Linked DNA regions of Mus musculus: all the other regions are linked to region 2. A link is a contact called in public Hi-C, HiChIP or PLAC-seq, Micro-C and promoter capture Hi-C data. All regions are on one chromosome and are shown on one strand. The core of a region is the stretch at or near the end of the contact, and the rest is flanking DNA. Distances in the headings are between cores, read along the strand shown. Region 1 holds the start of Cdk19 (cyclin-dependent kinase 19). Region 2 holds the start of Fig4 (FIG4 phosphoinositide 5-phosphatase). Region 3 overlaps Mettl24 (methyltransferase like 24). Region 4 has its middle 43 kb from the start of Slc22a16. Region 5 holds the start of Foxo3 (forkhead box O3). Region 6 holds the start of Mettl24 (methyltransferase like 24).

Region 1 (4,062 bases), core at 1,365-3,864, 950 kb after region 2:
TATTCTAAGTGGTTTTTTGTTGGTTGGTTTATTTTGTTTTGTTGGTGTTTTTGAAACAGGGCTTCTCTGTGTAGCCATGGCTGGCCTGGAACTCCATCTGTAGACCAGGCTAGCCTCCAACTCAGAGATCCATCTATGCCTGCCTCTAGCTCTAAGTGTTTTGGTTTTTTGTTTTGTTTTGTTTTGTTTTAATTCTACTTTGAAAATACAAAAACTGACCTTATTTTATGTACTCTACTTTACCAATTTCACTCATAGAATAAGTGTATTTTAATCAATATCCTTATTATATAGTGAAAACTAAGAAGCGGAAACTGTTTCTGTTGTAATCCCATCTAGTCTATGTGACTCAGAAACAGAATTGTTAAAGTTCTCAAAGACTCAGGGCAAATGAAAATATTTTAAGATATTTTTAATGAAAACTTTGTGTATTCTAGATGACATGTATCACAACGTTAGCACAGTCCCTGGGGATACGGGAAAATCCAGCCCAACAATGGAACCACAGTGTCCAAATGACAGCACTGGATTTGCTTTCCCCAAACAGCCCTGTGAAGAGTCCCACTGGAATATCAATTTAATCAGGAGAGTGGCTATGCCAAAAACAGAGTGCAAGTCAATTACAGTACCCTCCAGCCCCTGGTGTGCACTCGAGGACATGTGGTAATTAAAAGAAACAGCTCAGACAACTGAGTAGCTTGGCCTAGACAGGTCTACCTGCAATAGCGATTAACCATCATCCTTGAGTTCTGGACAGTACCTGTAACTTTCCAGGTACTGAGTATGAGACACTTGGTACGACTGTGCTCTGGCTTTCTTCTTAGAAAAGTAGCTCGAGCACTGCTTACTTTGATGCGGGAGCGCCTCACCAACATTATCAAATCACAGCACTGGGAAGGAGGGGCCCCAAGGAGCACTTTAAATCTGAGGTATGGTGATAATCCGGCTTATCAAAAATGCCCCATCACAATCCTTAAGTCTCCCTTTTGTATAGTCTGACAATCGTTTGAGTCTAAGTTACAGAACCTAAGGGAAAGGAATTCCTTCCAGAAAGGAGCCAAGGTGACAACTGGCTTTAAACTCACCATTCCCAGGCCTGAAGTTTGGTTCCACCGGGCCAGCTCTTACAAGCCAGTCTGACCACCGGCCCGAAGGGGACATTCTCGATGCTTTATCAACTTGTCTTTTACTGATATAACAATCCATAAAGACTTCCCAAGAGATTCCTACAGATCCCCTCAACTAAGGAAACGGCAATCCAGGCTCAAGCCTGTCACTCCGTTTTCTGTTCTTGGTGGTCTAGGTTCTCAATAAACACTACCAAAGCTCACAGCCATTTGACAGAGGCTAAGAACTTGAAGAAATCAAGATTTCTTCCTGAAGAAAAGAGAAATGGACCAGGTTTGGTGGCATACGCCTTTAATGATAGTACCTGATTAGCAGAGGCAGGCGAATCTCTCCGTTCCAGGCCAAGCAGGGCGCACAGATACCCTATCTTAAAGGGGGTTGGGGGGAATTAGATAGCCAAGATATATCTTATACCTAAGATAGCCAAGAGGCAGGAAAGATAAGCAACCAGAGAACACTTAAATCTTGTAATATACAATTTATCTCTCTCCAGGGTCCACCTTCAGAGTGCTGAATTCAGAATATTAAAATGTGGGAATCGGGAGCAGGATCGGGAAGTCCCCAGGTAAACATCAGAGATGAAGTCTGGGTTGGCAAGGAAGTCAGACCCAAGGGGCCAGCCAGGACCCCAAGCGCTGCGCCACCAGACAGGAGGCGCCCCCGCGAGCTTTCAAACCGCCGCCCCGGGAAGGCGCTGCGCCGATTGGAAGTTCCACCACTACCGTCACCAGCACAGGGCCAAACCGGTAACTCTTCAGCCAAGCCCTCCGGAGGGTCCCCGGGGACCAGACCCCTAAACTCCACCTCCAGGCGCGGTCTCCACCCGCCGCCCGCTGTTAATCACGCAGCCGCGACTCCAGGCGGGACCGACGCCCCCGACGGGGCTGCGCCGTACGACTTCGAGGGGCGCGACCGGCCAGCGGGGGGCGGCAGCACCAGTGCCTCCGAGTTAGCCCCGGGACGTCGCTCTGCGACCCACGCCGCCTCGTCCCGGGAGCTCCGACCCACCCAGCCCTCCGGGGCTCCGCAGCGGAGGGGACGGGACGAGCCCACTCCCCGCTCGCGCTCTTACCCATCTTTCCGCCTCGCCTTGTAGACATGCCCGTAGGTGCCGCGTCCCACTTTGCACCCTTCGTACTCAAACAGATCCTCCACCCGCTCCCGCTCCGCCGCCAGCTTCGCCTTGAAATCATAATCCATTGTCTGCTTCCCCCATAGAGAAACCGGGACGCGGGGGCCGCCGCCACTCAGTCCCTCCTCCACCGCCGCCGCTCCACTTCTCCAACAGCCGTCGCTCGGGCGCGCGCGCGCCGCCCGCCGCTCCGCGGTCCGCCTTCAGCAAGGGACTCCTCGGCGGCCGCGGCAGCCACCTCCTCCGCCTCCTCCTCCTCCGCGGCGGCGGCGGCGGCTCCCGCAGGCATCTACAGTCCCGCCTCCTCCCTTCATTTCCTTGTTTTGGAACCTGGTGGGCCGCGCCGCGGCTTTCTCGAACTCATTAAGGAACCAAGCGTCCCGCCCCAAGGTCGCGAGCCATTCTGGGAAATGTAGTTCAAGAGGGCTCGTGAGTTGTGCTACCTCCTCGGGAGCGGGGAATACAGTTCCCAGAGTTCCTGGGGCCTTTTGGGCCACGCCTCCACAAGGCATGTACGCCTGCGCTCTGCCGCCGCCCCACCCCCTCAGCGCGCGACTGCTGTTCCTGTAAACTGTAGCGCAAAGTTGCAGCGGGATTTTTGCGAGCCCGTGGGAGCTGGCGGGAAGGACACCTTTGCTGAGCTAGGAAGTAGATACCCGGCCCTGACTGTCATTAGGCTAGAAAAGCGGGAAGCACCTCACGAGAGCCTTGCTCTAGAGCTCATTCCGGCGCATCCGGAGCTTAGGACTGGGGTTTAGACAGTTGTACTACACATTGTTTGTTTTCTTGGGCAATTGATCCTCTGGTTGCCCCGCCCCTTGCCTCGGCTTATTGGCAGAGACTGAAGAGTGACGTCCGCTTTGGTGCCTGGTTATCTCCGGCTTTGGCTGTTTTCCCGCTCTTGATTGGTAATTGGATGTGCTCGGTTCTTCCTGATAGGTTAATCTTCTTTCTTTACGATGCAAAAACCGTATTTCAAAACCTGAAGATTCAGCGGTTTCCCAGCTCTTGCTAGGGGAACCGTGTAACTTCTACGGCCCACAGCCAATCATCTTTTTCTTGGCGCTCTAGTCGGTTTTATCCTAACATATGCGGGTGCGGTAGCCTAGCTTTAGCCATCTGTCTGAGAACAATTAAAGCGCTTGGAAGATTGCAAAAATGCAGCGTTTTAAAAACAATCGTTTTTGCTGGGTAGTAAAGCGTGTTTTACAGTAATGGCGAGGCTCACCTAGGGGTTTAAGGTATTTATCTTGCTCATGACGTTGATTCGTTATGGTGTCTGAGGCTCAGAACCCATCACCTCAAAGTAGTACTGTAAGAACTTAGAAAGTGCCTTACTAAAAATGTGACCCACTGCATATTGATGGCTTTTAAACCGAAAAGAAATTGAGATCCATTCGACACGCGCGTTTCAGCTCTCTTCCACTACCTAAAATAAAAGGCAGCATTTTATAACAAGATTAAATTTAAAAGGGAAATTTGATAAGGTGTCTGTGTCAAAAAGGCAGCTAAGCTATCCATAGACAACATTATTGCTGGGGAGACCATCTAAACAAAGAATCGACTTGTTATTTCCTCTTTATTTCCTTCCCTCTCCTTCATTTATCTCCAATACCTACTAAAACTTCCAATTCTTGTTCCTCTCTGTATGTCATGAGCTTCAATCATCAGGCCTTTCGATTTCATTGTGTAGGACTCCCGTGCGTACATCTATAATATGAACTGTAAGGCACAAGGCACAGTGATAAAATCGGCAGGATGACTGTTAGGCTAGGTGGGTAGCCGTCATGAAGAAAGCACCA
Region 2 (4,000 bases), core at 391-2,890:
CCTGCCCAGCTTCTGTTCCTGGGATCACCCTTATAGAAACAACTTGGCACATTTGTTTGTTATCAGTTTGGCTCCTGGGTGATGTAAACTAAGAAAATTCTCAAAGGGAAGTGCTCCATTGTAGTATAAAATAATAATGGAAAACAATATTTGAAAATCAGAACTATTTATTTTTAAAAAGTGACTTTCCTAAACCAAAATGCTCTGCAGATGTTTAGCTTGCATTGGGAAGAGCTGGTTTCCATTGTGAAATGGAAAAGTTAAAAGATGCAGTTCAAGATGGAGATAAGTGGATCTCTGGGGCTTGCTGGCTTAGCCTCTGGCTTACACGCACACGCACGTACCCCCCCACCCCCCCACCAGCATAAAATGCCATAACTGAGACTCCTGCCCTCTTTCTTTCTAGTTTCTCAATAAAAAAGATATATCAAACTGAAACAAAACCAATAATAGATAATAGATAATCATACTCTAAAAACCTTGTAACGTCCTGCCTTGAATCTACAGCAAACTTTAATATCCTCTTCAGCTATTTGTTTGTATTTTAATAATTACCTTTTTCTTTTCAGTATGAGAGCCCTCTAGCGGTGAATTCTGGAATATAGCGAGGGGTCCCTGTGAAACCTAGCACTTCCTGCCTGTGCTACTTTAGCGGCCACTGTTACCCTTTGGGGCAGGCAAGTCTTTAGTCCGCATTTGTGAGATAAATACCTTAGCTAAAAGGAGAACTGGTTTTGAAAAGTCGATTTATGAAGAGATCGTGGTTTAACTTTGCAAGAAAAGCAACTGGTGTGGGGTCCCCGCCGGAAGTGTACTTTCCTGCAACTGATGGCAAAATGCACCCAGAATGTGGACAATTCCCTGCCTCTGCTTACCTGTGGACCGGGGACGCGACAGCAGCTATCTTCTGAGGCTCTACTGAGGCTCTAGGTAGCTGTTAGGCGGTTGCCTTGGAAACCTGTGGGCGGCGTGCAGAGCCTCTTGGAGGGCGGGGCCTCGGGAGGTGGAGCTGTAATTCAAAGTGAATTCTTAAGCCTGTGTTTAAATGTAGTCATAATTATAAAACACCTTTCCCAAAGTGTAGAGGTGACCAACAGAGCGAGTGCATATATTACCTACTTATGCCCAGACAGCAAACGCGAAAACCTTATCTTAACTAGAACTGACTCTTAACAGCAGCGCGCTCGCCCTACACAGCACGGTCCCTTTTAGAATTCAGACCGTTAGCCTCACACATAAAATGTGCAAATACCAAAGGCGCCACATTTATGTAATTAAGAAAGATTTGTGGGCCATACAGCCACAATATTAACTTTATTGACTTTCGTGGAGATAAAATAGGCGACAAAACAGGGGAAAATCACAGGCATCCAGGAGACAGGTTTCGGGAAAATAAAGAGTATATAGGAAGAAACAGACCAATTACAACACGGAGAAACCGCTCCAAAAGGAGAACCCAATCATCTGATTTCTTTTCTTTAAAGGTCAACATAAGTCAGGTTCTTTTTCTTTCTTTCTTTTTTTTTTTTTTGCCTGCCCTTAAGAAAGATGGCACCCTTAGCGTCCGCCCTCAGCAACCCCGTGATCCTGTAGCCCCGCCCCTCCGGTTTGGGCTGGGCTGGTTGGGAGGCGGGGCTGAGGGAATCCGGAAGCAGCCGGCGAGCCCGCTGCTGAACGTTTGGTGTTCTGACACTGTTTTTGTCAGCTGTGTCTGGTGTGCTGGAGGTCTGCGGGGTCTCCTCGCTCTGTCTCCAGGGGGAACCCCGCCGCTGTCACGACCTGGGCCGCGGCCTGGTGCCCTGTGGCGGGGCCGCCATTGGCTGGAGCCATGCCCACGGCCGCTGCCCCCATCATCAGCTCGGTCCAGAAGCTGGTGCTGTATGAGACCAGAGCTGTGAGTACCCACAACGACGGGACGGGGCGGGAGGACTGCGCTGCGGGGATCGGGGCACCCTGTGGGGTCGTCGGGAAGAGGCAGCACCCCGTACTCCCTCCTCTCCTCCCAGCGCCGCTGCAGGCTCGGCCGCCAGGGCCATGCAGTCAAGCACTGGATGGTTTGCAGGTCTGTCTTGCTTAGGAACATGTGGCTGGCTGGAAGAAGTGCGTGCAGACAGGTGCTGTGGCACACAGGAACTGCACACAGCTTCTGAAAGAGTTCCTCTTTTCTGCTTTCCCATAATCTTGAAGTTCTTGAGTCCACTCCTTACAGTAAAGTCAGGGGGTATGAAAAAAAATGTGAACTTGGCCCAGGTAGCTTCTATTTTGCGATTTCATGGTATACTATCACCGTGATTGGTCTTAATCACATGCACTGTTTTGCTGGGATTCGAGGTTCTGTGACCCGGACGCATCTGTTAATAGTTCTCTGGCTTGCAGAGCGGTGCTAATAGAACTTATTTTTTTCTCATTTCTGTGCTTGGGAAACAAAGTTGCTATAGTGTGGTTTATCTGAATCTGGCCTTCACTATGATATTAGGGTGTGAGTATCTCGTTTGGTATATTCAGTGAACTGTGGCTAGTCTTCAATAGGAGAGTAAATAAACTGTCACATGGGAATTTTAGCCCACCGGTAAGCTGAGCATTCTGAGGCCCTGGCTGAGATGCTATTCTTTATAAAACAGAATTTCTTTTCCCACAAGTCTTCAGTGGCACCCATGAAAACTCGGTTGCTGAGGACGACAAACCCTGTTAGAAATTTTATTTAATTTAATTTATTTGTGTGTGTGTGTAGTGCATGTACATGTGTGTGGGTATGTGTGCCCACGTGGAGGAGTTTGGAGGCCAGGGGTTGACCCTAGATGTCTCTCATTAAATCTGGAGCTTCCCATATTGCTAGACTGGCTGGCCAATGAGTGTCCCTCGCCCAGGCTCTACCTGTCTATACGCCGCACCCCCAACCCTGGGGTCAGAGATGTGTTATTGTGTGGGGCTTTCAGTGGGCCCTGGGAATCTTTACCCACTAAACCAAGTTTCCACACCAGTGTTTTATTTTGATGAAATTTAACTTAACTATATGTGTGTGTGTGTGTGAGAGAGAGAGAGAGGGAGAGAGTATAGGATAGTATCAAAATCATAATCTTCCTGTCTTGACCTCCCCAGTGCTAGATTTATAAACATGGGCAAGATTTTCTGACCCTTATTTTCAGTGTGTGTGTGTGTGTGTGTGCTTACTGCTTTTCATGTTCTTTGCTTGTTCCCAGGCCATGATGATATTTTGCTTTGTCTCACTGAAAAGATTCACAGTTTTAGCCTTTATGTTATCATGTTTTATATTAAATTCATTTATAATATAGTTAGGGCTACTATTGCTGTGATGAAACAAATATGACTAAAGAAACTTGGAGCCGGGCGTGGTGGCGCACGCCTTTAATCCCAGCACTCCGGAGGCAGAGGCAGGCGGATTTCTGAGTTCAAGGCCAGCCTGGTCTACAAAGTGAGCTCCAGGACAGCCAGGGCTATACAGAGAAACCCTGTCTCGAAAAACCAAAAAAAAAAAAAAAAAAAAAGAAACTTGGGAAAGAATTTATTCAGCTTATACACCCACATCATTGCCCATTACTGAAGGAAGTCAGGACAGGAACCCAAACAGGGCAGGAACATGGAGGCAGGACTGATGCAGAGGTCATGGATGGGTGATGCTTACTGGCTTGCTCTTCAAGGCTTGCTAAGCCTGCTGTCTTATAGACTCCAGGAGCCATCAGCTCAAGGATAACACCATCCACAGCAGGCTGAGCCCTCCCCCATCTATCACTAGTTAGAAAGTGTCCTACGTCTGGATTTTATGGAGGCATTTTCTCAACTGAGGTTCCTTCCATTCATATGACTCTAGCTTGTGTCAAGTTGATATAAAACTTGCCAGGACAACTAATGCAGGTCTTACGTGACTTACCTATTGCAACAAGTTACCCCCCAGGTTAGTGGATCTAGATAGTAATTTCAGTAGACTGAGAGTCTGATCGGATCTGCCTGAAGGTCTCAGAAGTTACAGTTGAAATGTCAC
Region 3 (3,835 bases), core at 33-2,532, 540 kb after region 2:
GGCGTACAACTTTAATCCCAGCACTGGGAAGGCAGAGGCAGGCGGAGCCCTGTGAACTCAAGGCCAGCCTGGTCTACACAGAGTTCCAGGACAGCCAGGGCTACATAGAAAGACACTTGTCTCAAAAAATAACAAATAAATAAATAAATAAATAAATAAATAAATAAATACATAAATAAATAAGGAAGAACTTTCTGATACATGTGGTGGTTTCAGTGGTGGAACCCTGGAAGTGTGTGTGGTGAGAAACGAACGCCCCACAGGCCTGGGCACTTGAATACTTGCCCCCAGTTGGTGGCACTGTTTGGAGAGGAAGCACATCCCTTGAGGTGGGCATCATGAGTTCATGGCTTTGCTCTTCTCCTGGATTGCTCTCTTTGCTTCGAGCCTGCTGTTGATGATGTGAGCTTTCAGCTCTCTGCTCCCACTGCCGTGCCTGCCGCTTGCCTCCTTGCTTCCCCACATGGCAGACTAGAACACCTCTGGAACCATTCTCGAAAATAAATTGCTTCTTACACAGTCACTTTTAGTCATGGTATTTTATCACAGCGAGAGAAGAGTAACTTCTTCTCTTACACAGCATGCCAAGTGAAATACTGCCACATACAAATAAGGACAAACACTCCGTGGGACTCCACTTGTGTGAGACAGCAAGAGGATGCCACTGGGACGTAGGGGGTGGGGACTAGGGCAGCTACTGCTTAATGGGTATTGGCTTTCTGGAGACCATCACTGGACTTAACGCTAACACACACTGCTGAGCCACTTAAGATTGATGAGCTAGCAATTCTTATTCTATATTCACCTGAACACAATTGAAAATAACAAGGCCAAATGAGTTGCATGTGTCTATTATTCCTGCATACTAGAGGCACTGGTAATAAGACTGCTGTGAGTTTGGGCCAGCCCTACCCTGCTAATAGGCCAGCAAGGCTAGAATGTGGTACCCTGTCTCAAAAACCCAAAATAATAGTAGGAAATAAGAAAATAAATATTAAATAATGACCTATTTATTAGTACCTATTATTTAAATGAATTGTACATATAAATACACAATTCTCTTCTTTCTCTCACATCATAACATAATTTAACCCATCCTTTGGCTTAGATGATATTAAAATGGAGAAAAGTCCATATGCAGACACCTCTGCTCTTCCCAGAGTCTCTATTCACCTGACAGTGTATACTGAGGTTTACACTGGAGAGCACCATTGAGGAAGCAGGGAAAGTCGCATGCCCACAGGTTAGTAATCAGCCGCCCTCTGGAGCTCAGCGCTGCGAGGCTGTAGTGTGCCATAAACAGCAGGCAGGGGGAATAATCTCCATTTTCTGGCTCCGCAATGCAGGCATGTGCTATAAAACTAAATTGACATCTGTTAGCAGGCTTGTCACATGGGCATTTTTTCCTGCAGAATCTGGAATAAATTAAATCTTAAAATAAAACTTGGAACAGGGAGGCTGCTTTGCATAATTCCTCCTAATGGTGTGCTGTGTACCCATCACACTGATTTTAAAGGGAAGTGCTAGGGAGAAAAAGTTTCATTATCGTTTTAATTGCAACACTGTTGAATATCACTCCATGCTGGGAAAGCTGTGGGGTTTTTAAGGGTCTTCATGTTCTTAACTAAATAGTAGCAAATGAAACTTCCTTTCTTGGTATTTTCCCTGGATGGAAAAGAAAGCAGATTTAATGTCTAAGTCGACTCTGTCCATCGCTTCTCAGACACCTGAAACTTAACTCATGGCTGCTCTGCTCCGGCTCAGCTCCAGAGACAAAATGGCCCTCACAGATGTGACCTGGAAGACTTTGCTCGGGGGGCCTGGGACAGGCTCAGTGCTGAATTTGCTCACCAACTAAGCCTCTATTCTCAGCACTCTCTTAAATGTTGAGAGAACCGTCTCCACAAAGCTGTCCTCTGACCTCCTCCCTGCAAATATACACTCACGCGCATGTGCGCACACAGCAATAACAAAGAAATAAGCAACAAATAAATAAAATATAAAACCCCATTGCTTACTCAGGGGTACATGCTCTCAGAGGATTTGCAAGTCCTATGCCTTCTACTATCAAAGGCTTTGTGCTTTTATTAGACACGCACAAAGCCAGCGTGGGGCTGCAGGACTCTCCAAAGGGCACCATACAAAGATTAATCAAGGACGCGTCTAGAGAACCTTTCCAGGTTCATTTGGTTCTCGTTCTGGAAACTCAAAATGGCAAGGTTCTGAGACAAATCCGCCCACTCCTGGTGCATGCAAACAACAAAAACAAAGAAAAAGCACCCAGAGGCTGGGTCCCACCACGCGGGAAATCGCCTTCATTTTAAGAGGACTGGTCTCCTTCCCATTCCAAGGGCCACAGCAGTCCTTACTCTCCGTAAAGTATAATCACTTCTGTGCCTCTCGAATACCTCTGCTTCCTTTTTCTCCCCAGTATGAGTTCGTTTGCCTGCATCACATTCTCCAGTGGTGGTGGATCTTTTAGGCTACATGACCGATCACATTATATATCTTATAACAGGGAAACTGAGCAGACTCGGAGACTAGTGAGAAAGCAGGGGGGACGCTGCAGAAGTGGGCAGTCAGGATCTTCTTGCTACAGGGCCTTACTCACAGCAGGAAGTGGGAGGTTTCAAATGAAAGCCTATGTCATTCAAGCCCTCACTAGCCTCAGAGGCTCCTGCAAAGACAGTAAGCTCCGATGCTGTGACAAAAGACCTGACATGATCAAATTAAAAGGAAAAAAAATAGGCATTCTGGCTCATAGTTCAAAGGTCTCAGCTTATGGTCAAATTGACTTAACCTGTGCTAGCTGGAGAAAAGAGGGAGGGTTCCAAGAACCTCTTCAAGGAGATATTTTCAGGGACCTAACTTCCTCCCCTTCTGGAGGGTTGGTCCTGACTTGCCATTTCAATCAAGTGCTTCTTGCAGTTGGGATTCATTGATTACCGTGTACCTCGCTACCATATTGGTTTATTTCCTACTGTTTGCCATTGTCCCCATCCAGGTGGCAGCAGAGCCCCAGGCCCAGAACGCTATTCCTACAAGCTTGTCACTCAGACCCTCTGCCCCTGGAATACAGTGAGGAGAACACAACCATGCCACCCACGACTTAATCCAGATGTGCTTAGTTCTCTCCTGGGCAACTTTTCTAGTCTTTTGTAGGTCTGTGCTATGAGTTAAATACAGGGTGTTTTGAAAACGATATTGCAAGATATTGTGCCCTACAGGAAAAAATTCACTGTTACAGATGAGTGAACAAAACTGGAAAAAGGAAAAAAAAAACAACACTCCTCATTTCTTAAGTGTGGAATCGCAAAGTTCTGGACTCCTGTTTCTAGATGCCTTATCCTCGGGGTCCTCTGCAGATGGATGGAAGTGGAAAGACGTTTCTGCTTTTCCAATTGCAATTCAGAGCCTTGAATGACTCATTACTGTTAAATCACCACTGGCTGATTTCACAGAAACACAGAACCTTCATGATTAAATAGTAATTCCACAAGATGAAGCTGCCTTCAAATGTATGGAATGACAAATGACACCCAGCTCATTTTGAAAAAAAAAAAAAAAGAAGTGCAAGAGAATTTAGGTAGAAGATTGCACTTGAGCCTAAAATAGCCTTTACGGCAGCAGAGCTGGTTTTCAGCAAGCTTTCTCACAAAAGCTCATCGGAGACATTACTAATCTCCTGTAGAGATCTGTATGCTTGTGCCTGCTGCTTATTAATGTTGTGCTTCCTGGTATTGAACTAGGTTGTGCCAAAAGATGAGGCATTGGAGCACTGCACATCCGACTTAGCATGGTACTGGGGAGGACTTAGCATGGTACTGTGGAAGAC
Region 4 (3,968 bases), core at 543-3,042, 780 kb after region 2:
CATCTCTCCAGCCCCAAATTGTCCCAAATCTTGCTGATTAGTGTGTTCATTCCCCGTTTGTTTCAAATTTTCTTCTGTTACAAATGAAATGTTTAGACAGCTAAGAGTTCTACATCTTGATTCAAAGGAAGTCAGGAGAAGACTGGCAAAGTCCACCCCCACAGTGACACACTTCCTCCAACAAGGCCATACGTTTCCAACAAGGACTCATCTCCTAATAGTGTCGCTCCTTGTGGGTCAAGCATTCAAACACATGAGTTTGTGGGAGCCACACCTGTTCAAACCAGTGCGCACAGCAATAGAAACCTAAACTAAGATAGTGTTCCAGTGTACTCCAGCTTAGTTTTTGAGATGGGGCTCCTCACGAACCTGGTGGAGCTTAAACCATTTTGGCCAGAATAACTGGAAGACTGTGGGGCTGTGGGTGTGGGGGGAAGAGGGGAGTGGGAGAGAGCCCGTGTCCCATCAGAGTTCCGGTGCTCTGGGTGGGCAGATGAGGGAGGACTGCCGCACGCTTTCCACGCAGCCCTGGGTGAGTGTCTAGCTGTGTGAAGCCATGGACCCCAGCTCTGTGGGTGGTGGACAAGGGGCAGTCCTAGGCACCAGGTTCCCAGCTTCGGGTATCCCATACACCAATGGAAACCTCAGAAGAGCTGAGAACAGAATAAGGACCCCGGGACAGCCCTGAGCCCCAGGGCCGAAGTGAGCAGAGGGCAAGGGGAGAAGGCGCTTGATGGTTCCCACATGGGCTGGAGTGCAGGAAGACTGTCCAGCGGGAGTTTAGACATGGCTCATTAGGAGAAAGCCTATCCGATCGTTCAAGCACGGCAGGCCTTGATGAGCAGAGACAAGTCTATGGTTTTAGAGCTTTATTGTAGAAGGCAGGGGGAAGGAGAAAAGGTAGAAAGAGAGAGGCTGGCCATGGACACATGCGGGGGGGGGGGGTGGCGGGGGGGGGAGAGAAAGAGGGCTAGAGAAGAGAGTAAGAAAGGTGAAAGCTTAAAGAGAGCAAGGAGGGACCAAGCAGCCCCTCTTATAGTGGGCTGGGCTATCACTGTGTAACTGTGGGGAGGAGCATACCTGGCTATAGTCAGGTAACTGTTGGGGTGGAGTCTAGCCAGAATGCCAGAAGCTTGGGGCATTGTCTGTGTGATTGGTAGTCACAGAATTTTATGGAGTTGGAGGCTCTGTGGTTTCAGGCACCAAATTCTGGGAACATGGCTTGCTTTTCCATCCCTTGTAGAGTTTCCTACTGGGTTGCTGAAGCAAGCCCCATTCAACCAAAATAGACTGCCTATCACAGTCCCACAGCAGACAAGTCCACAGAATCCACCTGTCTCTGCCTCTGTCAATGCCAGGGGCTGCAGTTACAGACCCACATAGCTACACCCAGCTTTTACATGAGTAGTGGGCATTAGAACTCCTGTCCTTGTGCTTGAAGATCAAGTACCTTACCACCCCCTGCCCCAGCCCTTGAGCCCTACCCTTTTAATTATTGTTTTTATCAGCCATTTAAAAAATACATTACCAACTTAAAATTTTCCTATTGGGTCTGTGCTGCTGGCTGGTAAAACAGAACTGCATAAGAGCAGGGTGCATACGCATATACTGTAACTTTTATTTTAACAAAAAGTGTCCCAAACAGTTGTAAAATGATCCACACTATCACCTTTTTTCTTTACAGAAATACAAAATGTGGGAGACCTCGTTTTTTCTAGCCACTTTATTAACTCTGAAAGAATGTGCTGGTCGCCTGCTCACGTGTGCCTTCAGTCCTCTCTGCAAGGGCAACTGTGTGTCAGCAGCACTTCCTGTGTTCATAGCAACCTTCTGCACAAAGCTGCCCCAGGGCAATACCATGTCCGATGTCCCGCTTTTCTTCTGCAGCCTGGAAGCCCCCACCGGAAGTGGGTTCTGAACTCATAGAAACCACACCCACATACAGAAGGTACTCAGAAAATGTTGCTGAGGGGGCAGGGTCCTTGTCCCTCAACATTCCTCGATTTTCCCTGCCACTCAGGACAAGGCAGTCCTGTGTCCTGCGACTGCACTGCAGATAGACTTCTGTAGCCTTCAGAAGAATCTAGAACTCAGCTGTCCTGGGAAGAAGATGGTAGCAATATTTGTACTCGCTGTACTAGCAGTGTTGTGGACTACCTTCCCCGGCATCACTTTCTAAAGAGTAACTGGAAAGTCTACCTGAAATTACCTGAAGTTGTAACATTCAGACTGAAGTGTGCAGCCAAACCTTACATTTTTTTTAGAGAGACCAGAACTCCCTGGGAAGACCATGGCACACTTACAGAGAGGCGCTGTTACCCACAAAGAATGATGGCTCACCTCTCACCTAGTCTAAACAGGATCTTCCTCTGACCTCTCAGAGTGTGGTGTGTGTCCCAGGAAATTGCCAGTCCTGGGGACAAGTGACTCAGGACTGAGGAAGCTAAAGGTGGGAAGTCACTGATGGCTTTCAGCTAGGGACCACAGGGCAAAAGAAAGCTGTGATAGATCTGCACCAAGAGTAGTCCGGAACTTTTGGGGGCCGGATTGGAGTGACTGGACAGGACTACATAGAGATTCACTGTTTCAAAAGAGAAGGAGGAAGAGGAGGAGGAAGAGAGAATCTTGCCTCCCATCCTCACATTGTCTGTAAAGATTAACTAGAAAGCAGCCAGTGACTTAAACACAAGAGTCAGATTTTATAAGTCTGTAACTTTTAAAAATGTATAATTATTGGTGTGTGTGACGGGAGGGTGTGTCAAAGGACAATTGGGCAGAATCCGTTCTCTCCTTGGGTCCTGGGGATGGAACTCAGGTCACCAGGGAAATCGCCTCTACTGAGCCATCTCAGCAGTCCCAAATCTAAAAAATTTAAAGATAACTGCTCTGCCTGTTAATTTCTGAGCGATAATGTTATAATCAGTGCCTTGTGCCTTGACACAGCCCACATTTATTATCTCCCGATTCCCATGGGCCAGGCTCCTCTGCTTGGAGTCTCAATGGCTGCCATCAAGCTCCTAGACATGTGATCTCTTGATGCCACAAAGCCAGATTCTCCAGCTAGATGGGCACAGTTTCTTATGTAACAGTCATGTAATCACCGGTGCAGCCATCCGCTGTACAGCATTCTGCCTAGCAGCAAGCCACAGATCTTGCCCACAGTCGAAGCCAAAAAGCAGTAATGTAACGATGAAGAGAAGCACAGTTACCCTGCCCTGTCTGTACATGGACCCCACGGTAGAATGAAAACCTACGGAGGAGGAAACCCTGCCTCTGACTGTATTTGGCTTCTTGTCACTTTTCCTGGAGTGGTGCTGCCTGGACCCTCCCATTTACCCTGTATCCTGTATTACAAACAACCTGGAGGCAGACCAAAGTGCTTACGAGAATACAAAGAACTTGAGGGTCTGTGAAGGCCCTGGAAACAGATTCCCAGGGATCTCTAAGGAGAGCAGATAGGAGGCTTTTCTGAATGGGGAAGATGGATACAGGATCACGCAGACCATCTGTTTGCATAAAATCTTTTCTCTGTGGATGTTCCTTGGGCTCCCTGTCTGCTCCATTCTTTCCTGTGCATGGCTTTAGTTCCTCTCTTGCCCTGGCTTCTGACAGAAGGGGGAAGGAGCACACTATGGGTCAGCAGCAGCATCTCGCACACAGTTAGTTCCTGAAGTTGGGTGTAGCCGGGTTGTGCAACGGGAAATCCACAGCCTGATGGGCCTGGGAGATCCCAGCTCTCAGATCCCAGCTCTCACTTGCTGGTTAGGTGAACAGCAGCTAAGATGAAATACTTCCTACTCCCTCTCTCGTACATAACCTCAGGGCTCAGAGATAATTAAATCAGATAAAGTGAGGAAACGGCCAGGTTCACAAAATGATTAAAGATTGCTGTTATTTATAGATGATAGTAACTAGCAGTGCTGTGCTCTAAGTGGGTACGCTCAACATGAAACAGAAACGAGGAGGTC
Region 5 (4,022 bases), core at 790-3,289, 970 kb before region 2:
TTATTCGTAAATGGGCCGAGCCATGCAGCCCGAAAACCTGCACCAAAGGACTGGGGATATTTGTAGCAAGGTCACAGACCACGCAGGGTGTTAAGTGTCCACCTTGTGGTCCAGGTGTGTGCACCGGTGTGTATCTAAAGCAGTTGCTTTGTTCTGGTGAAGGCAGGAGCCCCAAGAGCACGCAAAGGAGGCAGCGTTTCTCGGTCTGCGCCCTTGGTCTCTGCAGCTGCTTGGGCAGCGCGAGAATCTCGCCGTCCAGATGCGTGGTCCGGACTTCTGGGCTATGCGGGAAGCGGGTTACGGGCCAGCCTGGCTTCCTTGCAAACAGCGCCCGGGGAGGCCGCGGCAGCGCGGGCCTCGCCGCGTCCCTCCGCCGACGCGGGCGGCCCCACGCGCCAGCCGTTCAGCCAGCCCCACATTCCATCTCAAAAATAACACACACGTGTGCTGGTAAACAAGCGCGCCAGCCGCCGGGGCTGCGCGTCCCGGGCGAGCCCGTGCAACGCGCCCCCTCCTCCCGCACGTGCCGCCGGGCTCCGCCCACGGGCTTTGCGCAACCAGGCTCCGCCCCTCCCGTCTCGCCAGGGCCCTGGGGTCCTAGAGCCCGCCGTGCTAGCAAGCTGGCCTCGCCGAGGTTCTCAAAGTTTCTCGCCCTGATAGAGCGTGCGGCTCAGATCCGCTCCCTACCTCCTTTCCCTCCTCCCTGCACAGTCCTCCTCTAGTCCTCCCGCTGTCTGCGCGGCGAAGGCTGCCACTCAGCGCGCCTTCGCTCTCCCTCCCCTCTGTCCTTGCAATTTTACTCGATTGTTTATTATTTGCTGGGGGCGGGGGCGAAGAGGAGCGAGAGGCGTCTGGAGCCCAGAGACTGGCGGCGGCGGCCAGTCAGCGCTCGGCGTGGCTTGACGAGGAAGCCGCGCAGCGAATGGCGATGCGGCGCAGGGCTCCGGGGTCACGCGCGTGTAGAGACAATGACATCATCTGTTTGTACGCGTCGAACTAGCTTGGTGCAGGGGCGGGGGCCTCACGTCACTTGAGTGACGGATCACGCGTAAAGCCTGGAGGCCGGAGTTCCGGGGTGGGCGGCCTCTGCAGGCTCTTTTAGGCTGGCTCTTTTGGGGTATTGGGTTGTTGCGGAGCCCAGACTTTAGCTGCAGAGACCGAGAGGGTTTTGTTTGGAAAGATACGTATGAACCAGAATGCATGGTAGACTTTTGGTATGCATGTCGCGTGTGGCGCAGAAAAGCACACAGTACGGCCGGGAGGCACGGATCGTGGGATAAGGGATTGTGAAGGTGCGATCTGAAGTCTATAGACTTAGAAAAGTCAAGCACGTAATCAGCTGCTTTAGCATAAGAAAACTGTTGCCCGCTTCCAGTTAGCTATCTTCTGCTCCTGCGTTCAGGACTGGGGCGCACTGCACTTTTCTTCCTGAGTTGCACTTTTCCCACTTAGCCTTAAAATCCGTGAAAAGCGAAGCACGACTGTCGCCGGGTGTCCCAGGTGAGGGTCCAGTGACACACCTTTCGGCGCGATCTTCGCCGGCCAGTGTTTCCACGCCCAGGTAACCCTTGTCACCTGCGGCTGCCGGCTTAACCCGGGTGTTCCCTGGTGTCAGGTTCTAATAAGGAACCCGATACTGGGGCGGGCTCCGACCCCACGCACCCACGGGCAGGCCACGGGCCCACGAGCCAAACGCAGGGCCCAAGGCTGAGAGCGCGGGGCGGCGCGCAGTGGTGTGTTGTCTGACCTGGCCTCCCGTCCCGGGCCAGCGTGGCCGCTGAGGTCCCCAGGAGAGCGCGGGACCCCAACCGGGAGGGCTGCGGAGCCGGCCGAGTCCCGACCCGCGCGCGCCCGCCCCCATTCCCGCAGCCCCGCGCAGGCGCGAGGGCGCACACACGCGCACTCCCACACGCACGCACAGCAGCCCTCCCGGCCCCCGCCCCAGCCCTCCCCCTGGGCGGGGACCCGCCCCGCCGTCATCCTAGGTTGAGGCTCCCTGTGAGTGGCTATAACTTTGTGCTGCTGCCGCGGCCGCCCTGCTCGTGGAAGGGAGGAGGAGGAATGTGGAAGGCGGCGGCGCAGCACAGGCTGACAGGCGGTTCCTCCGGCGGGCTGCGGCGGCGGCCCGAGAGTCCCCTCGTCGCGGTGCCCTGGGCTCGCGCGGAATCGTACGCCCTCCCGCCTCGTTCCTGAAGGGAAGGAGCCGAGGTAGGCGCCGGAGCTTTGCAACGGGGCGGCCGCCTTTCCAGTGACTCCGGATCTGTTTCCGAGCTGGGCCAGGCGCTTCCCTTTCCCTCCCCGTGACTCGGTGTGCTCCCCCCCTTCTCTCCCGCTAGTGTCTTTAAAGGACTTGAGGGAAGGGGGAACTGTCAAGATGGCAGCAGCGGGAGCAAGGAGGTGATGAACGGTGCTGGTCCGGGTTTTCATGCAGTCCGAGAGATTTGGCGCTTCCCGACCTGTTGGAAGATTTATGTTCCCACTTGCTTCCTCCTTCCCGTTTCTGACCTGGAAGGGGGCGGAGGGCCCCACGTCCCCAAGAAAATACATCTCAGATCTTCTTAGTCCTGCGGGGTCGGCCCTCTCTCTCTCTCTCTCTTGTTGGAAGTGATCTTGGCAGGTCTGCACCCAGACCCCCACGCTCTCCCTGCTGGTCCGCGGGCGGAGAGGAAAAGACGGGAGTTGCCCGCGCCAGCCCTAGGGGGCCTCTCGCCTGGGAGGGGTGGGGGGGATCGCAGGGCTGGGGAGCGGGAGAAGAGCCCAGGACTCTGCTGACTTGCCCTGCGCCTCCGCGGGAGGCACTTGAGCGAGCCAGAGCCAAACATAAACAAACGCACGCACGCACGCTCGCCCTCCGACCACTGCGGAGCTGTTGGGGTCCGGAGGCCGCCCACACTTAATGGCGCGGCCACCCCTCCCCCGGGACGCCCCTCCCCCCTCCGCCCCGCCATCTAGTCCGGGAGAGACCTGCGGTTCTGGCGACGGCAGCGGGGGAGGGGGCTGCCCCGCGCGGGGCCGTCGATTCGCTCGCGTCTCCCGGGCGGCCAGGCCAGGGGGCGGCGTCTGCTGCGCCAGGTTCGCGGGACGCACGTCCCCAGGTCTATCCGTTCTAGGTGGCGGCCGCGGGCGAGGAGTCTCCGCGGACTAGGCTCCAACACAGGATAACCAACTCTCTCTTCGCGCTTCCCTAGGTAGCTGGAGCTCGAACCTTCGCGGTGCCCCGTTCCTCCCCCGCCGCACCCAGCCTGGGCTCGAGAGGAGAGAGCAAGAGCCCAAGCCGCGGGCGGCGGGCAGGCGGCGAAGATGGCAGAGGCACCAGCCTCCCCGGTCCCGCTCTCTCCGCTCGAAGTGGAGCTGGACCCAGAGTTCGAGCCACAGAGTCGGCCACGCTCCTGTACGTGGCCCCTGCAGAGGCCGGAGCTGCAGGCGAGCCCGGCCAAGCCCTCGGGGGAGACGGCCGCAGACTCCATGATCCCCGAGGAGGACGACGATGAAGACGACGAGGACGGCGGCGGCCGAGCCAGCTCGGCCATGGTGATCGGTGGCGGCGTGAGCAGCACGCTGGGTTCCGGGCTGCTCCTCGAGGATTCGGCCATGCTGCTGGCTCCAGGAGGGCAGGACCTCGGGTCGGGGCCAGCGTCCGCCGCAGGCGCTCTGAGTGGGGGCACGCCGACGCAGCTGCAGCCTCAGCAGCCACTGCCACAGCCGCAGCCGGGGGCGGCTGGGGGCTCTGGGCAACCAAGGAAATGCTCCTCGCGGCGGAATGCCTGGGGGAACCTGTCCTATGCCGACCTGATCACCCGCGCCATCGAGAGCTCCCCGGACAAACGGCTCACTTTGTCCCAGATCTACGAGTGGATGGTGCGCTGTGTGCCCTACTTCAAGGATAAGGGCGACAGCAACAGCTCTGCGGGCTGGAAGGTGCGTGCCTATCAGGGGCTGGTGGTCGGACCTGCCAGGCCTTCGCAGCGCCAAGCGCGTATCGAAGCGGTCGGTTTGCGGCCGTCCAGAGAGGGCTGGCAGAG
Region 6 (3,488 bases), core at 80-2,579, 620 kb after region 2:
AGAGAATTGCCTGTTAAGCAATGCCATGTGGGAAGACTGAGCGCAGGGCATATAAAAGTGGGGGAAGAAAATCACTGAAAGTAGTGGGGGTGTTAGAGTAGAGGAGCCAAAGGAAGAGCAGGCTGGTAAATGCAGGGGCCAGCTCGCAGGTGGGGGCTGGGTGCTCAGATGCCATCAAGAAAAACCCGACTCCAGGCAGCACAGCCAGCCTTGCTTCGGAGGATGGCACCGCAGTTGGAAGCAAGAGTGGCAGGTGTAAGGATGTGGCAAGCTCATATATCCAATTCCTAATCTTTTCAGTCCTAGGTACCACAGAGCTCCCAAAAGAAGGTGTAAGGTGAGGCTTCAACAACCAGAGGTTTAAACTGACCTACTCAATGAAGTGCGGGAAGTTAACAAGGCAAGGATCTGGCCCTGGAGCATCCGATTATTTCCCACTAAGTGGTGCTATGGGTTTGGCTTCTCACCCGGTGCCAGTTCCCACTGCTGGGTAGGGACTCTGGGGTCGGAGTGGGTGAAGGGGGCGGTGTCTGGATGCTACTGGAAGGCAGATCTTGACCATCACCTGGATGAGCCTTTCATAGTGTCTACCCATCCGGTTTTGTCCAGGCCTGGGTGGGGAAAACACAATGGCAAGCCATGCCTCCTTCCCTTTCAGCGCCCCCTCCCTTGCTGAAATGGGTGTGGTTGCTTGGTGCTCCTTTCCTAGAAGGAGGTCTGCCACAGTAGGCGCTCAGCAAACGTTAGTTGAATTTGCATGATCCCTGCTCAATTCCACTTCATTCTATAGGGATACTGAGTGAGACTACAGAAAGTTCCAGGGAGAGCTCAGCTAGAAGGAAATAGAAGAGTCTTGAGGTCCCAGTGGCCTGAGCAGAAGGCTCCCTAGCGCCATCTGGGTGCAGGCTCAACTCCAAGGTCCATGTCTGCATGGTTTGCAACTGACCTTCCTGCGGAGAAGCCCGCCCTGGGCACAGCAGCTCGGCTCTGGGGACGTCGTGCTCCCGCCACCCCGGGGCAGCACTCGGCGCCCACTGCGCACGTAGGTCACCTGCCTCCTTCTGGCTCCGCGTGGGGAGCCGGGCGCCGACAGTAGGTGTGTCCGGGGTGGCCCTGGGGAATCGCCGCGGCCCGGGGGTCCCGAGCCCGCGTGGCGCAACTCCATGCAAAGCCGTAGGCCCAGAAGCAGCGCGGCACCGAGCAGCCACCGGGGCAGGGCTCCACAACCACGCCCGGGAGGCTTGACAGTGGCCATGGCGGGGACCTCGACCTCCGGCTGTGCTCTGGGTCCCACCCTCAGCTCCCAGCCGCCTGCAGAGAAGCGTTCCCAACGGACCGGGCTGACAACTGTGGCAACTCCCCAGCGGCCCGCCTTCTTCCCTGCGACCGGGGAGGCCCCGGCGTAACCTTATCCTGCCCAGCCGCAGCAGGAAGAGCGAGGGGCGGTGGGCTAGGCGTGCACCCAGGCTGCCATAACAGGGCTGGGTGTCCTTAGGTGTGACCAGCCTGTAAAGTCTGGCTAGTGGGGAGAGCCAGAGTCAGAATAGAGCACGTTCCTCCGGGGCGCCTGAGCTTTGACTTCATTTGTTGGTGTTAGTATTAGACACAAGGAAAGAGGAGAGGTGAGCCGCCAGGTTTGGCCCCAAAGAAAAAGTTGTCAAGCAGTTTTTGCCACTAAGCATGATATAAAAATAATCATACTTATGCTCAGGTTTACAACTTCTCTCCCTCAAGGGGAGAGAGAGAGAGAGAGAGAGAGAGAGAGAGAGAGAGAGAGAGAGAGAGAGAGAGAGAGAGAGAGAATAGCACTCCGTACAGAGGAGAGAATAGCACTCCGTGCAGAAGAATCAAATTAGTTATTCAGTTTCTAAATTCTGCCCGAAGCCAGCCCATGCTTTCTCCCTCGGTGTTATGAAATGTGTGGGGGTGAAGGGAAGGGAGACAGCCAGCGAAGACATCTGACAGCGGGAAAGAGGGAACAGAAGTTACCATGGAGTGCTGGAAATCAAATTAATTTAGCTCCAAACACACACCTCCCTGCTGCCTGGCAGAAATGCAGAGGGACATATTTATCTCTGGGCAAAACGCTCCCTAGCCGGGATTGCCATTGTCACCTTGACCTTAATTAAAGAAATCTAGATGCTCATAGTTTGGACTCACAAATGGGGTTGGTATCCCACTTTTGTTAGGATTCTTTCCCTCCACCTGTTTAGGGTGACATTGATTTCTAGATTTACATTCAGGTTCTTTGGGATTCTTTTGTTTTTTTTAAACCATGGCCAGATACCCACCCCCAACACACACATGCACGCACACACACATACACACACGCACACATACACACACACACACACACACACAAGCATACATACATGCACATTACACACACACACAAGCACACATACACATCACACACACATACACACACATATGGATATATTTTCCATGCTTCTATGTAGGTTGTCTCTCTCCCTAGCCTGCGACACGGACAACAGAGATCTAGAATGAAGTCTGGCCACCTCCTCATTTGAATGTTGGGATTTTCCATAGGGAGCTCTGCTCTCTGAGATTCCCATTCCTTTTTGGCAGAATTATTCTTTGTCAGAGAGCATTAAACCTGTTTCCCCACAGTCACAGAACTTATCAGCCTAATCCAGTGCATTCCCTGGCCATCACCGGTCCTCAGGGGCTTGGAGGTTTTATTATGCTTGAAAGTATACACACGTGATGGGAATAGACAGACAGACAGACAGACAGATATCTACTTGCCCACCTCCAGGGAAATTGCAGCTAAAAGTCTTTATTAAGATTATAAACTTTCATTCACACAAGCTGAGAGAGACAGCCTCAAATCCTGCAGTTATTTACTTGAACTGTGTTTGATTCACGACCCTCTCATTGAGTGATATGAGACACTAAACAAAATATGTATCTTTTCTGAGCTTCTGTTTTCCTGTGGGAAAATAGACCAATATTTAGGGTTACATATATTGCATAACTATGTTGTATTTAGTACCTAAATAATAATAATTTACCAATAACAAAATTATGAATATTGTCACAAAAAGTATGCATTTTTTAAAAGATGGGCAAATATAAGACAAAGTGATCTATAGACATCTTACCATTGACTTAGGATTTATAAATATCTTCTCTTGGCTTAGGAATTCCCAACTGATATGGTAAAAATAGGTTATATTTGTACATAAAATCTCCATTATGAAGCCCGCTGTTACATATAATTAGCATATACTTTGTATTATGGTTGGATTTAATGTCACTTCAGTGGAAAGCCTCACCTGAAGAACTTTCCCGATTGTCTCCACTGATGTGAATCAGCCGGCCCAGACTGTGGGTGACACCCTTAGGTGGTAGCTCAGATCCAGTGAGGGTATTTCAAAGTCGGTTAATTCTCACCTTGGTTTGCTTGACCCTTCCCTCACTGCTCCTGGGCCGAGGGATGGATTTGTCTGCTGTAGCACAGCCAG

The links. Promoter capture Hi-C pulls out the DNA fragments that hold promoters and counts their contacts. A called contact is a pair of places that touch in the nucleus more often than the background predicts. HiChIP or PLAC-seq counts read pairs in DNA pulled down with a chosen protein or histone mark.
Region 1: a promoter capture Hi-C map of embryonic stem cells shows a contact between it and region 2, with 2.2 times the contacts expected there. The contact joins the promoter of Cdk19 here to the promoter of Fig4 in region 2. A contact is called at or near these places in 3 of 39 promoter capture datasets (embryonic stem cells, hippocampal neurons and liver), 3 of 484 Hi-C or Micro-C datasets (muscle stem cells, nephron progenitors and uterus), 4 of 115 datasets of contacts at active chromatin or transcription factors (astrocytes, embryonic forebrain and embryonic stem cells) and 1 of 9 other capture datasets (liver).
Region 3: a Hi-C map of the N1E-115 cell line shows a contact between it and region 2, with 4 times the contacts expected there. The contact joins the enhancer-like site here to the promoter of Fig4 in region 2. A contact is called at or near these places in 1 of 484 Hi-C or Micro-C datasets (the N1E-115 cell line), 6 of 115 datasets of contacts at active chromatin or transcription factors (the SCID.adh cell line, astrocytes, embryonic forebrain and 2 more) and 1 of 9 other capture datasets (embryonic stem cells).
Region 4: a contact with region 2 is called in an H3K4me3 HiChIP or PLAC-seq map of pro-B cells, with 4 times the contacts expected there. The contact joins the enhancer-like site here to the promoter of Fig4 in region 2. A contact is called at or near these places in 1 of 39 promoter capture datasets (hippocampal neurons), 3 of 484 Hi-C or Micro-C datasets (CD4 T cells, adipose-derived mesenchymal stem cells and embryonic fibroblasts), 6 of 115 datasets of contacts at active chromatin or transcription factors (T-cell acute lymphoblastic leukemia, astrocytes, differentiating embryonic stem cells and 3 more) and 1 of 9 other capture datasets (adipose tissue).
Region 5: a contact with region 2 is called in a Micro-C map of embryonic stem cells, with 8 times the contacts expected there. The contact joins the promoter of Foxo3 here to the promoter of Fig4 in region 2. A contact is called at or near these places in 1 of 39 promoter capture datasets (hippocampal neurons), 6 of 484 Hi-C or Micro-C datasets (CD4 T cells, the G1E-ER4 cell line, cardiomyocytes and 2 more), 7 of 115 datasets of contacts at active chromatin or transcription factors (the SCID.adh cell line, astrocytes, embryonic midbrain and 4 more) and 3 of 9 other capture datasets (adipose tissue, embryonic stem cells and liver).
Region 6: an H3K27ac HiChIP or PLAC-seq map of embryonic stem cells shows a contact between it and region 2, with 5 times the contacts expected there. The contact joins the promoter of Mettl24 here to the promoter of Fig4 in region 2. A contact is called at or near these places in 2 of 39 promoter capture datasets (cranial neural crest and embryonic stem cells), 6 of 115 datasets of contacts at active chromatin or transcription factors (bone marrow-derived macrophages, embryonic hindbrain, embryonic limb bud and 2 more) and 1 of 9 other capture datasets (embryonic stem cells).

The regions. Positions count from the first base shown.
Region 1 is chr10:40,347,860-40,351,921 of GRCm38.p6, reverse strand. Cdk19 (cyclin-dependent kinase 19) reads right to left here and starts at 2,614. Exons shown (of 13, transcript NM_001168304.1): 1 at 2,201-2,614. The coding sequence starts at 2,328.
Region 2 is chr10:41,300,881-41,304,880 of GRCm38.p6, reverse strand. Fig4 (FIG4 phosphoinositide 5-phosphatase) reads left to right here and starts at 1,640. Exons shown (of 23, transcript NM_133999.1): 1 at 1,640-1,894. The coding sequence starts at 1,829. It overlaps Ak9 (adenylate kinase 9), which reads right to left and starts at 947. Exons shown (of 40, transcript NM_001370813.1): 1 at 876-947.
Region 3 is chr10:40,760,353-40,764,187 of GRCm38.p6, reverse strand. The region is part of intron 4 of Mettl24 (methyltransferase like 24); the gene reads right to left. Among named protein-coding and RNA genes, the nearest start is that of Mettl24, 79 kb to the right of the region's middle. Within about 2 kb of position 1,282, at least 17 of the 459 cell types and tissues checked have an H3K27ac peak or open chromatin away from gene starts, as enhancers often do. A contact at or near this core is called in the N1E-115 cell line, where this site is marked.
Region 4 is chr10:40,525,650-40,529,617 of GRCm38.p6, reverse strand. No RefSeq gene overlaps it. Among named protein-coding and RNA genes, the nearest start is that of Slc22a16, 43 kb to the left of the region's middle. Within about 2 kb of position 1,792, at least 118 of the 459 cell types and tissues checked have an H3K27ac peak or open chromatin away from gene starts, as enhancers often do. A contact at or near this core is called in T-cell acute lymphoblastic leukemia, hippocampal neurons and pro-B cells, where this site is marked.
Region 5 is chr10:42,274,712-42,278,733 of GRCm38.p6, reverse strand. Foxo3 (forkhead box O3) reads left to right here and starts at 2,039. Exons shown (of 4, transcript NM_001376967.1): 1 at 2,039-2,208; 2 at 3,189-3,918. The coding sequence starts at 3,301. Gm38485 (a long non-coding RNA gene) reads left to right here and starts at 3,925. Exons shown (of 2, transcript XR_380269.1): 1 at 3,925-4,022.
Region 6 is chr10:40,681,123-40,684,610 of GRCm38.p6, reverse strand. It overlaps Mettl24 (methyltransferase like 24), which reads right to left and starts at 1,329. Exons shown (of 5, transcript NM_177793.3): 1 at 947-1,329. The coding sequence starts at 1,255. It also overlaps a transcript of Ddo not described here.